Regions from separate parts of the Cricetulus griseus genome. Here region 1 is linked to region 2. A link is a contact called in public Hi-C data. All regions are on one chromosome and are shown on one strand. Each heading gives the region's core, a stretch centred on a gene start, on an enhancer-like site or on the middle of the called end of the contact. The rest is flanking DNA. Distances are from core to core; before and after follow the strand shown. Region 1 has its middle 41 kb from the start of Ier5. Region 2 holds the start of Ier5 (immediate early response gene 5 protein).

Region 1 (6,719 bases), core at 692-3,191, 42 kb before region 2:
AGCAGAACCTCCAGAGAGAAAGCCAGGGGCTCAGACCCTAAAAACAACTCTTTTCTTTCCCTACCCCTTGTCACTCCATACTGAACTCTAGTCTTTGCTCCAGGGAGCAAACCAGCTAGTAAGTTAGCAAAAGTCTGCAAACATACCAGAGGTGACCCGTGATATTCAGTCTGCACCTGTCCTAGTTTACTTTCTATTGCTACGTTAAACACAGTGATGAAATGAAACCTGGGGGAGGAAAGGGTTTATTTGGCTCACACTTCCACATCACAGTGTGTCACTGAGGAAGTCAGAACAGGGACCTGGAGGCAGGAACTGAAGCAGAGGCCACTGAGAAATGCCGCTTATTGCCTTGCTCTAATAGCTGATGTTCAGCTGCCTTTCTGATTCTTCCCAGGACCACCTGCCAGGGGTGGCTCTAGTGACCCAGGCGGGCTGAGCCTTCCTACACCAATAATTAAAGAAAATGAGGTTGGCCTGCAGGCCGCTCTGATGGAGGCGTTTTCCCACTGAGGCTCCCTCTTCCCAAATGACCCTACTTTATGTTACTTGAACACAACACAAAACAAACCAACCTAGCCAGCACAGCATGCCAGCGTCAAAGGGGATCTTCATATTTTGCCAGTGCTCGAACATTTTCTTCCAACCCAACAAATCAGACCGTCAGAGGGTAGGTGGAGCCTAGTGACCACATTGGCTTTTGGTTTGGGGATTTTTTTTGTTTTTTTCTGAGTTCCCAAATGATTCTAAGCACACTCCCAATTGAGTCCCACTGAGAGGCGTCTTTGAACACCTGGTTCCCTTTTGAGAGTGGCCTCCTGGTGCCACAGTGGAGCTGGAACCCATTCCATTAGGGCTTGCTTGGCTCCTGGTGTCCCTGTGGCTCACAGCAATCACACTCCCTTTTGGACAGTTTTGGTCTTATCTTTTTCCTTAGTTAAGACATCACTTCCTCTGGAATGATGCTTCAAGTTCCCAAACCTGAGGTATAGTTCCTCCTGTAGTGTGTTTGTTTGGCACCACGACCCTCAGTACCATCCCAGCCCTTGATCTGTCAGGGCTGTGGTCAGTCACACTCACTGGTCAAAAACACTGAGTGAGTGTATCTTATTTCCTTTATAATTTGTTTCTTCCTAGAACTGTCTGTCTCACCTAAAACTTAGCATTATCCCAGTTCTAAAATTTTAAATCACATAGTGCTTGTCCCTGTGGAATGATTAAAGGGTCCAGAATTGGTGAATGGAGGATCCAGGAGTCATCAGTATCCAGACAGCTCTCTTCTCAGGGGGAGGATGAATGAGCCTCTACTTTCTCCCAGGCTAAGCCTTGCTAGGTCTTGTGAGTCAGAATGTCTCCCCTGGTTCTGTGGCTGGGCTCTAACAAGGATGCAGGAGTCACCCTAGGGGAAGATGGAGCAGGCCCTACTGGGTCTGTGTGAAGACTTGTCCTGGAAGCAGCCTCTAAAGATATACTTGCTGTAACTGTAGCTTCTCTGAAGGTCTAAAGGGCCAACAGAGGAGTACTGGCTGGCAAGGTGGCATTGTCATTGCTGTCTCTAAGGGCCAGCTGATGATAACCCCACAACTCCCAAAACACTCAAGCTTTTGAGGCCACCAGGAGGCACACATTGAAAGCCAAGCATCTTCAACTATGAGCCCAGCACCTCAGAGATAGTGAGACCACTGAACACCCTCTTGAAGAAGACTTGAGGTTAACGGTCAGGGACCCCTGCTACTACCGACTGACACTACTTAAATGTCCAGCTGCCAATCTGCTCACCCAGGCTGAATCTACTCCCCTTCTTCCCCTTCCTGTCCCCTCCCCTGCCCAAAACACCTCCTGCCAGTGACTTCCTCATTTCTAAAAATAACCCTAACCCTCCCAGCCAGCTTCAGTCACTTTTCATTCCTCCCACTCACCCCAGCCTCCCAGTGTCTCTGTGGATGTGTCCTCACACACCCCTCCTCAGCACCCTTCTCCTCGGCCTCGATGCTGTCTCTTTCCTTTAGCTGTTCCCCTCCCCAGCCACTGGCAGGGCAACTCAAGCATGCACCTCCCTCCACCCATGCCTTCACTGGATCTCACCCTGACAAAGAAATGTGTCTTGTGCACTTGCGCACACCTCTGTGTGTGTGTGTGTGTGTGTGTGTGTGTGTGTGTGTGTGTGTGTGTATGTGTATCTCTGTGTGTATGTGTATATGTGTGTGTGTCTATGTGTGTCTGTGTCTCTGGTGTGTGTATCTATGTATGTGTGTGTCTGTGTGTATCTGTGTGTGTGTGTGTGTCTGTCTGTGTGTCTGTGTGTGTGTGTGTGTGTGTATCTGTGTGTGTATGTGTGTGTGTCTGTGTGTATCTCTGTGTGTGTGTGTGTATGTGTGTGTGTGTGTGTGTGTGTGTGTGTGTGTGTGTGTATGTGTGTGCACACAAAGAAGTCAACAGGAGAGGACCTCAGGTGTCCTGCTCTAGTACTTTCTGTCTTGTTCCTTTGAGAAAGGGGCTTCACAGGACCTTGAGCTAGAGCTAGGTTGGCAACCAGCAGGCCCCCGTGATTCTCCTGTCTCTGCCCCACACAGCTCTGGGGTTTTTCCAGACTCAGGTGCAGCCATTCCCAGCTTTTGATGTGGGCTAGGATCCAATCAGGTCCTCACTCTTGTTCACTGAGGCATCTCTCAGTCCAGGCCTGTGCCTCTGTGCCTGTTATTTTCTCCATTTTAAAGAAATGCATGTCAGCTTTCCAAACATCAATGTCTTGCTCAGACTGAGGAGACAGCATGTTCTCTCTCTGCATCTCTCCCTGTCTCCCTCTATCTCTCTATCTTTCTATCTCCCTCCCTCCCTTTCTCTCTCCTTTTGAGATCAAGGGACCCATCTATCTTATGTGATCCATGAATTCACTATGTAGTTGAGGATGACCTTGAACTTCTGATCCTCCTGTCTCCACCTCTCAAGTGCTGGATTTGCAGTTCTACGACCGCTTTATACAGTGCTGGGATTGTCAAATCCAGGGATTCATCTATGCTGGGCAAGCGCTCTACCTTGCCTGCTACTCACAGCATTTTTAACCCTGGGACTTACCTTGCAATCATTTCTGACACTCTCCAACAGCACCCCAACACCCCTACCCTTCTATTACATTCCCATCAAGCCAGACAGAAGTACAGCTCTCTAGAAAGCACCCAGCTTTTGTCCTCCCTTGGTGACAGTTTAAAAAGTGACTGCCATTTACTAGCCATGTGATAGTAGGAAAACGCCTTAGTCTCTCTGGACCATGCTTTCCTCACTCCTGCCTTTCAAGGTGATTGGCAGAACTAACTGTGACCATCTGTAGTACAATGTCCAAGTCCTAAGTACTGAGTAAATAGCAGTTGATTGAGGTCACCTCAATGACTACCTCAGGTCGCCCAAGCCAGCTGTGAGCCTGTCTGTAGACATGTGTGAATGGGCATCTCCTCCCTATAAAGCTCTGTCCACTTGCAGCTTCATCTGGTGACCTTCAAGATTTCTGATCCACAGCCTGACCTTCTTCAAGGTGAACATGGCTCTGGCAATGGGCACTCCCCTCTCACACTGCAGTCCCCTCCAAAGCTCAGCAGGACTGACACCACAACACACTTGTCCATTTGGGGAGCAGGTTGGGGCACCCCCACTTCACCATCAGAGTTGCAGAATGTTCCTCAGAGCTTCCAACAGGTTCTCTTCAGCGACTATAATGGTGGGAGGAAAAACAAAACAAAACAAAACAAAACAAAAAGCCGTGATGCTTTTTGGTTGATGCTAAATGGATCTACGTGTGCTAAATCAATCACACTCAACTGCAACAGAGCCTAATGTGCTCTCCAAGCAGCTCCATCAGGAATTAGTTTAGAAGAGATTTCCTGCCTCAAGGACAGCAATGGTGACCAGATGGGACCAGAAGAAAGATGCTGTTATCAACGACAGGGCCTGTTCAAGGACATCAAAAGGGCTTACCATACCTTGGATAGGTACAGGCAAGAATGAGGTACTACTTAGAAAACCCAGCCGGGGAGGGGAGCTTAATTCTGAGTGGGCCTTAAGAACAGTATCTTCAGGAAGAGATGCTTCCAACCCAAGGTCAGTCTGTGCAGTTCCCACAAAAAAGTGTTCACTGAACACACAAAAGGAGACCAACTCCAAAGGCTCCAGAGAAATACAAAGCAGTGGTCTTGTCATCCATGTTTCTTTATAACTGTTATTCATGCCATGCCACTGTGAAGTCCCCAGAACTCAAGGTCCTTAAAGCCCACCACAGCCCCCAGTGCCCTGGGAACCACAACAAAAAGGATGAATGTTTGTCAGGAGCACTTTTTCTCAAAAGCTCCAGAGACTACAGCTGTCCTGAAAAGACTTGCTGGGGTAGGTAGGACTCCCTCTTGACATCCACAGCTAATGACAGTTGTGACAGGAACCCAAGCTGGAGCTGTGGATGGAGCTTCTGGGACCCAGGCTTCTCTAATGAGTGCCACCCATAGGCCCCAGCCACCTCCTTTCTCATACTGCCTAAACAGGGAAGGACCCCAGCCGTACTCTCTTACTTCCTTTTTCTTAGGCCAAAAGAGGGTAGCCAAATATATTTCCCTTAGAGACTTGCTAATACCTTTGCCTCTACTTCACAGTTTTCTTGGGGACAGGGTGTGCATGAACATGTGTTCCTGAATGTAGAGACCAGGAGTTGGTGTTGAGAACCTTCTCAGTCACTCTCCACCTTATTTATTTTTTGAGACAGGCTCATTCACTGAATCTGGAGCTCACCAGTTCAACTAGACTAGCCAAGGATGCCTAAGGATCTTCCTGTTTCTACCTCCCTAGTGCCTGGGATTGCAGGCACACACAAGATGCCCAGCTTTTCAGATGGGTTCTAGGGAACTAAAGTCAGGTTTTCACGCCTATGTGGCAAGCACTTTACCAACTAGGCCAAGTCCCCAGGCCCCTTCATAGCTTTCTGGTGACTTCCATTCCTGTTCTGTATCATACTTTCTTCTCCATTCAGTACTTTCCTTCTGGTTCTAGTCCTACATCCTGCTCTGTCTTCCTTTCCTTGCATCTATCAAGATTCTAGGGAAACACACACACTCACACACATTCACGCATACATACATACACATACACGAACACATACACACACATATATACATATGCATGCATACACATATACACACGAGCACACAGAGAGAGAGAGCTCACAGCACTGTCCCCATCCTGCCTAGTCTCTCCTGAGTCTGCAGTGGCTACCTCCTTTCCAGGATTGGTTTCCCTCAAACTTCTCCATCTTCAACTGGGAGAAAAGCTGACCATGGCATCCCCTGTACCCTGCTCTCTTGCCTCCCTGCCTCTGCCACCCCACCCCAACCCAGGCATACAAAAGGGGACAGAGACACCAGATGGCCCAGTGTTAACAGAGGGCTCAGGAAGGCTGCCTCTCACAGAGGCCCTGCTGGGCCTTCAAGCTTGTCCAAGCTGCTGCGGGCCCAGCCGCCCAGCTGGCAGAGGAGCAGGGCACAGGGCCAGTCCTCAGCACCAAGCCAGCCCAGGAAGGGGGCCATGCCTGCCAGCTGAAAAGCAAAGGATGCTACCACATGTCTGAGCGTCAAACATCATGGGCATGGGCCTGGTGACCTGTCAGAACACAGCTTTCCCACAAGGGTGGAGAGAGCGGCTGGTGCACTGCAATTTCTGTGGGACATAAGGGTTTCAGGAGAGGCTGCCAGCACTCCACAAATGCCATGGAAAGATGATGATCTAATGATGTGGTGTATTTAGTGGCTATCATTTATTCAGTAATATTCCTAATCCTACAGTAGACTATCAAGGTAAGGATTGTTAACCCCATTTTACAAAGAAACTGAATCTCAGAAAGGTTAAATGACTTGTTCCATGCATTATAATGAGAAAGACGGTTGGGGCCATTTAAGATTTCTTTTCTAGTCAAGATTTCACTAGCCCTGAAATGGTAATCTTCTAGAGGTTGGCTTCCTTCAGGAAAGCTCCAGAGCACAGAGGGAAGTGCTACATGTGCACACACCAGTCAGGTCTTTTCCACATCACACTCCCAGGCCTGCCACTGGGGTTCTCAAGAGTCATTTGGGCAGAGTCAGTCAGCAATACCATGCATATGGCCAAGGGAAAGACACTTGTATCCTTCAAAGCCTCAGTTAACCAGGACAGGGAAGAAAAATGGAGAGACAAGTGGGATTACGCACCCATAATCCTAGCACCTAGTACTTTGGAGGCCGATGCAGGAGAATCATGAGTTCAAAACCAGCCTGTGCTGCATAGTGAGAGCCCTTCTGGGGGGTGGGGGGAGGAAGAAAAGAAATGATGTTTGCTGGGCATTGGTAGCTCACACCTTTAATCCCAGCACTCAGGAGGCAAAGGCAAGCGGATCTCTGTGAGTTTGAGGCTAGCCTGGTCTAGAGAGCCAGTTCCAGGACAGGCTCCAAAGCTACACAGAGAAAGTGTCTTGAAAAACTGGAGAGAGAGAGAGAGAGAGAGAGAGAGAGAGAGAGAGAGACAGAGAGACAGAGAGAGAGAGAGAGAGATGATGATGATGATGATGATGATGATGTTTGAGCCCAGCAGTGTGCTATACATAGACACTTGGCATGTTGCCAGCATACTTAAGGTGCCTGCCCTGTTGATGTCAGCTCTCTCACTTCCCTTTAGACCTGAGATTCCAGGGTCCACATTCAGAGATCAACAGG
Region 2 (5,973 bases), core at 1,386-3,885:
CGTGTTAGACACGTAAAGTTACATTTTTATACAAAAATCAATACAGAGGAGGAGAAAATACTGTACAAAAACCTTATCAGCTCCCCCAACCTTTATACAACAAAGACTGGAGTCACCGTATCTACAAAACCATAAGGTCCTTCCACTTAGAGCTCGTCTGTAAACTTTGTTTCATTAAACACTTTTTAAAAGCACTGTGTAGTAAGTTCTGAGCTAGAGCTTTTAAAAATATATCTTTTCTCTATAAACTCCGTATTTCCAAGCTTGAACTCTTCTGTGAAGTTCACCAAGCTTTTTTATCCCCTTTGAGGAATTGAAGGTCCCTTAATGTTCTGCTGTCCCAGAGTAATCACAGGGTAGAAGCGCTTCTTCCGTGCCAGAGAAAGGTAGGGAGGGAGAAAAATAATACAAGTCTCTACTCCAGGCGAACTCCCTCTCGTCTGAGGAAATCCTGTGAGGAAACGCCACTCGGCGCGCCGATGAGGTTCTAGCTTTCATGAGAGTGTGTAAAGTCCCTCTCTCCCCCAAGATCAAATGGGGAACTCCCCTGCCTCGAGCCATTCAGCAGCTTCCTTTTCTGTGCTGCTGGCAGAGGAAAGTCCCTGTCTGCGCCCCCAAAAGTCTCAAGCCCCGGGGAAGGGGTGGTGCATTCCAGAACCACAGAACAGTCTCAACAACACAAGACAAACTTACACACGGACACACACACACACACACACACACACACACACACACACACACACACACACACACACACACACAGTCACACACAGACACAAAATTTAACGATCGATCGTCCTCTTCCGATAAGCCTCCAACTCTAGGTCTCTCTGCGTGAGACTCGAGAGCCACGGCCCAGCCGGGCTGCCCCGTTCGGGGCGATGTGCTGCCCGGCAGCAACCAGTCTCCCCCTACGCGCCCAGCGCCTACGGTCTCGGCTCGTCCTCGGGGCCGGGAAAGGCCACGGCCGAACTTCGGGGACGCCCGCTGCTCAAGCTCCAGCCGCTCGGGCCCCGGAGACTCAGAAGGCCACGATGGCTGTGCTCCAGGGGCTCATGTCTCTCAGCACCGGCTTGTCGCAGCAGATCTGCCCAGGCTCGGCGGCTTCCGGGCCGCTCTCCTCCGCCTCCTCTTCCTCCCGGCCGCCCGCAGGGCTTTTCCGTAGGAGTCCCGAGAAGCTAGAGCCGAAGATGCTGATGAGGTTTGCCACGTTCCCGGTCTCCATCTCCTCGTCCGTGTCCGTGTCCTCCTCGCCGGTGCTCGGCTGCTCTTCCGAGTTCCGGCGCGGCTTCTTGAGAGGGGTCGAGCCGGGCGCCGGGCAGCCAGCGCGGCCACCACCCACTCCCGCTGCGCCGCGCTTCCTGGGACACGGGGCGGGTGGCGCGGGGGAACCGTCCTCGGCTGGCTGCTCCTCCCGGGCCGGGGGACAGCCGCACGGGCGGCGCACTGCCCGGGGCCCCTCGGGGCACGTGTCCGGGCCGCCTCCAGAAGCCATCGCGCGCGGACGCTCCACGCGGCCCCAAGCAGCTGCCGCCGAGTCTGCCTCTCGGCCCGGGAGAGCGTCCCCAGCTCCGGCCACGGCGGCCACCGGCTCCGAGCTTCCCGTTCCCGGCGTGTGGCACACCGAAGGGCGCTGAGGCTGCGGCTCGGGCTCCGGCCAGGCGGCGCGGGCGGACGGCGGAGGCGGCTCTCCCCAACCGGAGGGTGGCCCGGCCACCGGCTCTCCGGGCTGCTGAGGCGGCGGCACCGTCGGGATACCCGTAGGGCCGGCCAGGTAGAGGCCAGGGCACGGGTCACTCAGGTAGACCTGGCGGGCGCTGCGCAGCACCAACGACACCAAGAGGTTCTTGTGTAGCTTGATGCCGCCGCGCTGGACCCGCGAGTTGTAGATCTTGCCGAGGGAGATGCTGACGATGCGGTGAGCCTCCAGCTTGAACTCCATCCTGCCTCCGCTTCTCGAGAGTGGCGCCTAGACGATGGGGTGAACGCCGAAGCTGCGAGAGGAGAGGGAGGCGGAAACAGGATCGCCTCTGGGGTGCACCCTCGGCGGCTGAAAGCTCGGTGGAGAAAAGACCCGGTGATGCGTAGCCCCCTCCGCCTCTTCGCCGCAGACAACAAACCTGATCTGCGTTGGTCGCTAAACTGAGCGGAACGAGCCCCACACAGCGCCTTATATAGACTCCTCGAACGCCAATCACAAAGCGCCGCCAACCGTTCTGGGCGGGCCGATGTGCCTCGTGCGCCGTCCCCAGCCAATCGGAGGCGGAGGAGGGGCGCCAGGGCCGGTTCAAACGTTAGTCCCGCGGAGCAAGCTCTTAAAGAGGGCGATCGCAGGCGGCCCAGGGACCAAGTGCGGTGGGATTTGGGTCCGAGGTAACGGTGAAGGTGAGTGAGGCCCACAGAACTGTCTGTCGTCACAAATTCCGATTTGTGAGCTGTCTTAGCCAACCTCACTAGAAGCGGACTATTGGAACTTTCGTTGGTTTGGAGTGCTGGAATCTACTACATAGTAAAGTTCGGCTCCTTTCGTGCGCAGTTTCCAGCTGCTCACACCATTTCTTGGCAGGAATAGAAGCTATGGCAATACAAAGCAGGGACAATCCTGAACGACAAACAGTACGAGGTATTTGAGATATTATTTTGGAGTCAGATCCTTTCCCATTAGCGTCACACTTTCAGCATCTGACCACAAGCAAAAGGGGAGGTTCTAGAAATTCCCAAGCTTCTGGCCTATCAAGGAACAGTGTTCAAGTACAAAGTCATTGTTTCTCACCTAAAGCTGGCATCTTTCACTTAGTTCCCTAAATTCTCGGTTGTCACACAGATTAAATGGAATAAATAGGAGGTGTTACCTACTTCTCCGAAGTGTTTGCTTGTTTGGTTGTTTTTATTTGTTGTTTGTTTATTAACACAGTAACTGAACTAATCCACACTTGGGGAAATCTAGTAAGTTCTAAAAATACAAATAGAGAAGTTCTGGGTTCCCATAATAATGTTGTAAATTTGTTTTATGTCAAGCTAATAGTATGGGGAAAGGGTTCCATCCACTGAGTCTTAAAAGTACCTAGCAAAGGGGCCACAAGATTGTATTAGTGCCTTCTGACTTTGTAAATTACCTCATAGTCTTTTAGTTTCAATTCTAAAAAGGAGAAATCATGTATACACCCACTTTATTATACAAAAGATGCATGACAACTCTTAGACACCATAAAATTAAGTGCCACTTTCATGGAGCCTGTGTGCAAAGTTGACCTAATCCCACAGTAGGGTTTCTCCAAACAATGTGTTTATGTAGAAAAAAATACTAGTGAGAGTAAGGCTTGACCACAGGAGAGCAGCTTAGTGAGGTTCTGATAAGAGCCTGCTGCATTACAAATGACCTGTTCAGGGGAACACAGAGAATGTACCAGGTAATAGTGCATCTCATGGGTACATTTACTGATGCCACATAATAAGTGGTACTTAAGACAACTGCACAGAGATGTCCCATGCTCCTGTCTAACACAGTTTGCTTAAATTTATTGCCAACTGACAATCCATCTTGAGTGGACTCAGTGACTTGGCTAGTGACCATGGACAGGTGCAGGACCTGGGTCTTTCAAAGCTTTCTTTCTTTCTTTCTTTCTTTTCTTTCTTTCTTTCTTTCTTTTCTTTCTTCCTTTCTTATGAGTGCTCTGTCTTCTCCTATGTCTGCAGGACAGAAGAGGGCACCAGATCCCATTCTAGATGATTCTGAGTCACCATGTGGTTGGTGGGAATTGAACTCAGGACCTCTAGAAGAGCAACCAGTGCTCTTAATGACTGAACCATCTCTCCAGCCCCAAAGCTTTATTTATTTTAATCAGAATTTCTTTTAAATATTTATTTATTTTTGGTTTTTCGAAACAGGATTTCTCTGTGTAGTTCTGGCTGTCCTGGAACTAGCTGGCTTTCCCCATGCTGGGACTAAAGGTGTGCAATACCACACCCACCGAACATCATTCTGATTTTATTTTTAAAAAGTCAAAGGACATCAATCCCGTTCCTACCAAATTTTCTGGTAAACCTGAAAATAGGGTTTCATGGGGACTGAGATATTCCTAACAGGGCTTTGAAGCATCTGGGAAGGGCCACATCCTCAGGCCTCACCAGACTCTGACTGTCAACTCGACAGTTTGAGAACTTTTAAATCACTGTGAAACAATGCTTACAGGCACAGGCTACCAGGGTAAGAAACCCAGCTCCACTTCTTACTTGCTAAGTACACTGTGGAAAGTTATTTCCCTCTCTTTGATTCAGTCTTTTTTATTTGATTACAGAGATAGTAATAGAGCCTACCTCTTAGAGCTCTGTGAGAACAAAACATTTACTACGCATATAAAAAAAAAAACCTCTTAGCACAGCACTGGACATATGTACACTTTCAATACACCTTAGTTATTAGGACATGCTACCCTACACTTGAATTTGGAGCAACAGAAGGGACTGGAGAGGGAAGGAACATAGATGAAAGTTTTAGTAGGGAAAGCGTATTTGAAGAGGTACTGAAAGCCCTTAGGTAGAATCCACAGACTCTAAACCGCAAAGCAAGGATGGAGTACAGGGAGCATCTCATTTGTCAGGTTGCCAAGGTGATGATAGTAAGTCATGGATGCTTCCACGAGGAGATGGGGCCTCAGGGACTCACTAAAGATTTCCCCATAATAAGAGAGCCACAGGATGGATTCTAGAACCATCAGTATGCAGGTGATTGTTCAACTATAGTATTTAATTATAAAACTTCTGTGAATGTTTCGGCAAAGGATTATTGAGAAGGCCTGGATTAGACAGAACTAGAAAGAGTGAAGAAAAAGAATAAATAAAGAGACAGGGCAACAGCTTGTTGCTTAAGCACAGAGATCAGAGTTTGAATCCTAGCACCCTTATAGAAAGCCAAGCTCAGTGGTGCATGCCTCCCTGGGCTGGGGAGCAGAAACAGGCTTCCAGGGACTCACTGGATAGCCAGTCTAGCTGAAATGGCAAGCTCCGGGTTCAGTGAGAGACCCTATCTCAAAAAATAAGATGGGACTCCAGCATGAATAGGAGAGAAGCTCATGAGGCCCTACCCCAAGCTGAGGAACTTTTGGCAAGTGATGGCTGCTAAAGAAGGGAGATATGACCCCTGGTAGGTTGCCCGTGCTGCAGTGGGTAGCTCTACACCTGTGGGCAGCAATGTGGGCAGCACTCAGTGAACTCAGTAGGGTGAAGAAGAGAAGAGGGATGTGATGATAAGGTTGGGAGAAGGGTGTGGGGTTCCAGGAGGAGTTGGAATGGGGTAGAGGACACTAAATGCAATCTAAATACTTTGTATTTGTGTATGGAATTACCAAAGAAAAGAAAAAGAGATAAATTAGGTGGAGTGAGATTGAGGAAGATACTGAACTCTGGCCTTCATATAAGCATGCAAAGGTGAGCACACACACACACACACACACACATACACACACACACACACACACACACACACAAGAGAGAAAAAATTCCAGTGATGAAGTGATGATCCCGGATGCTGCCAGCTATCCATAGGGTGTTAATGGGGCCTGAGGTCAGGCTATCCGACCCATCTGAGCTGAACTATCCCACCATTCACCACGGTATACTTTATACTCCTTCATTTTCTTTATAGTTCCTTATCATTTTCTCCTTTTTTGCCCAGTACCCCTCCCAGCTTGTGCCCTCATCAAAGACAGGGATAGTGAAAATATGGAATGACTGATGGGACACAGACTCTAACCAGCAAAATAGGTGATGAAGCCCTTTCAATGTCAGGTTACAAAAGGTTCCTGTAGGACAGGCAGGATGGCAGGAAGGGCAAAGAGCTAGTAAAAATGTCCTGTCAGCTGGCAGGGGCTATTACAATATTGTGACAGTTAGGGTGGCCATGGTGGTACATCCAGAGGGGTATATCTCTAATAATCATAAGGCCCACCAAACACCGCAATGGTCCCTTACAGG

Evidence for each region. Hi-C and Micro-C count contacts between places; a contact is called where the count stands out from the background.
Region 1: a Hi-C map of the CHL-YN cell line shows a contact between it and region 2, with 2.4 times the contacts expected there. The contact joins the enhancer-like site here to the promoter of Ier5 in region 2. A contact is called at or near these places in 6 of 8 Hi-C or Micro-C datasets (the CHK-Q cell line, the CHL-YN cell line, the CHO-K1 cell line and 2 more).

The regions. Positions count from the first base shown.
Region 1 is chr5:36,693,998-36,700,716 of CriGri-PICRH-1.0, reverse strand. No RefSeq gene overlaps it. Among named protein-coding and RNA genes, the nearest start is that of Ier5, 41 kb to the right of the region's middle. Within about 2 kb of position 1,941, at least 2 of the 6 cell types and tissues checked have open chromatin away from gene starts, as enhancers often do.
Region 2 is chr5:36,653,503-36,659,475 of CriGri-PICRH-1.0, reverse strand. It overlaps Ier5 (immediate early response gene 5 protein), which reads right to left and starts at 2,635. Exons shown (of 1, transcript XM_027417347.2): 1 at 1-2,635. The coding sequence starts at 1,942. The coding sequence ends at 1,022.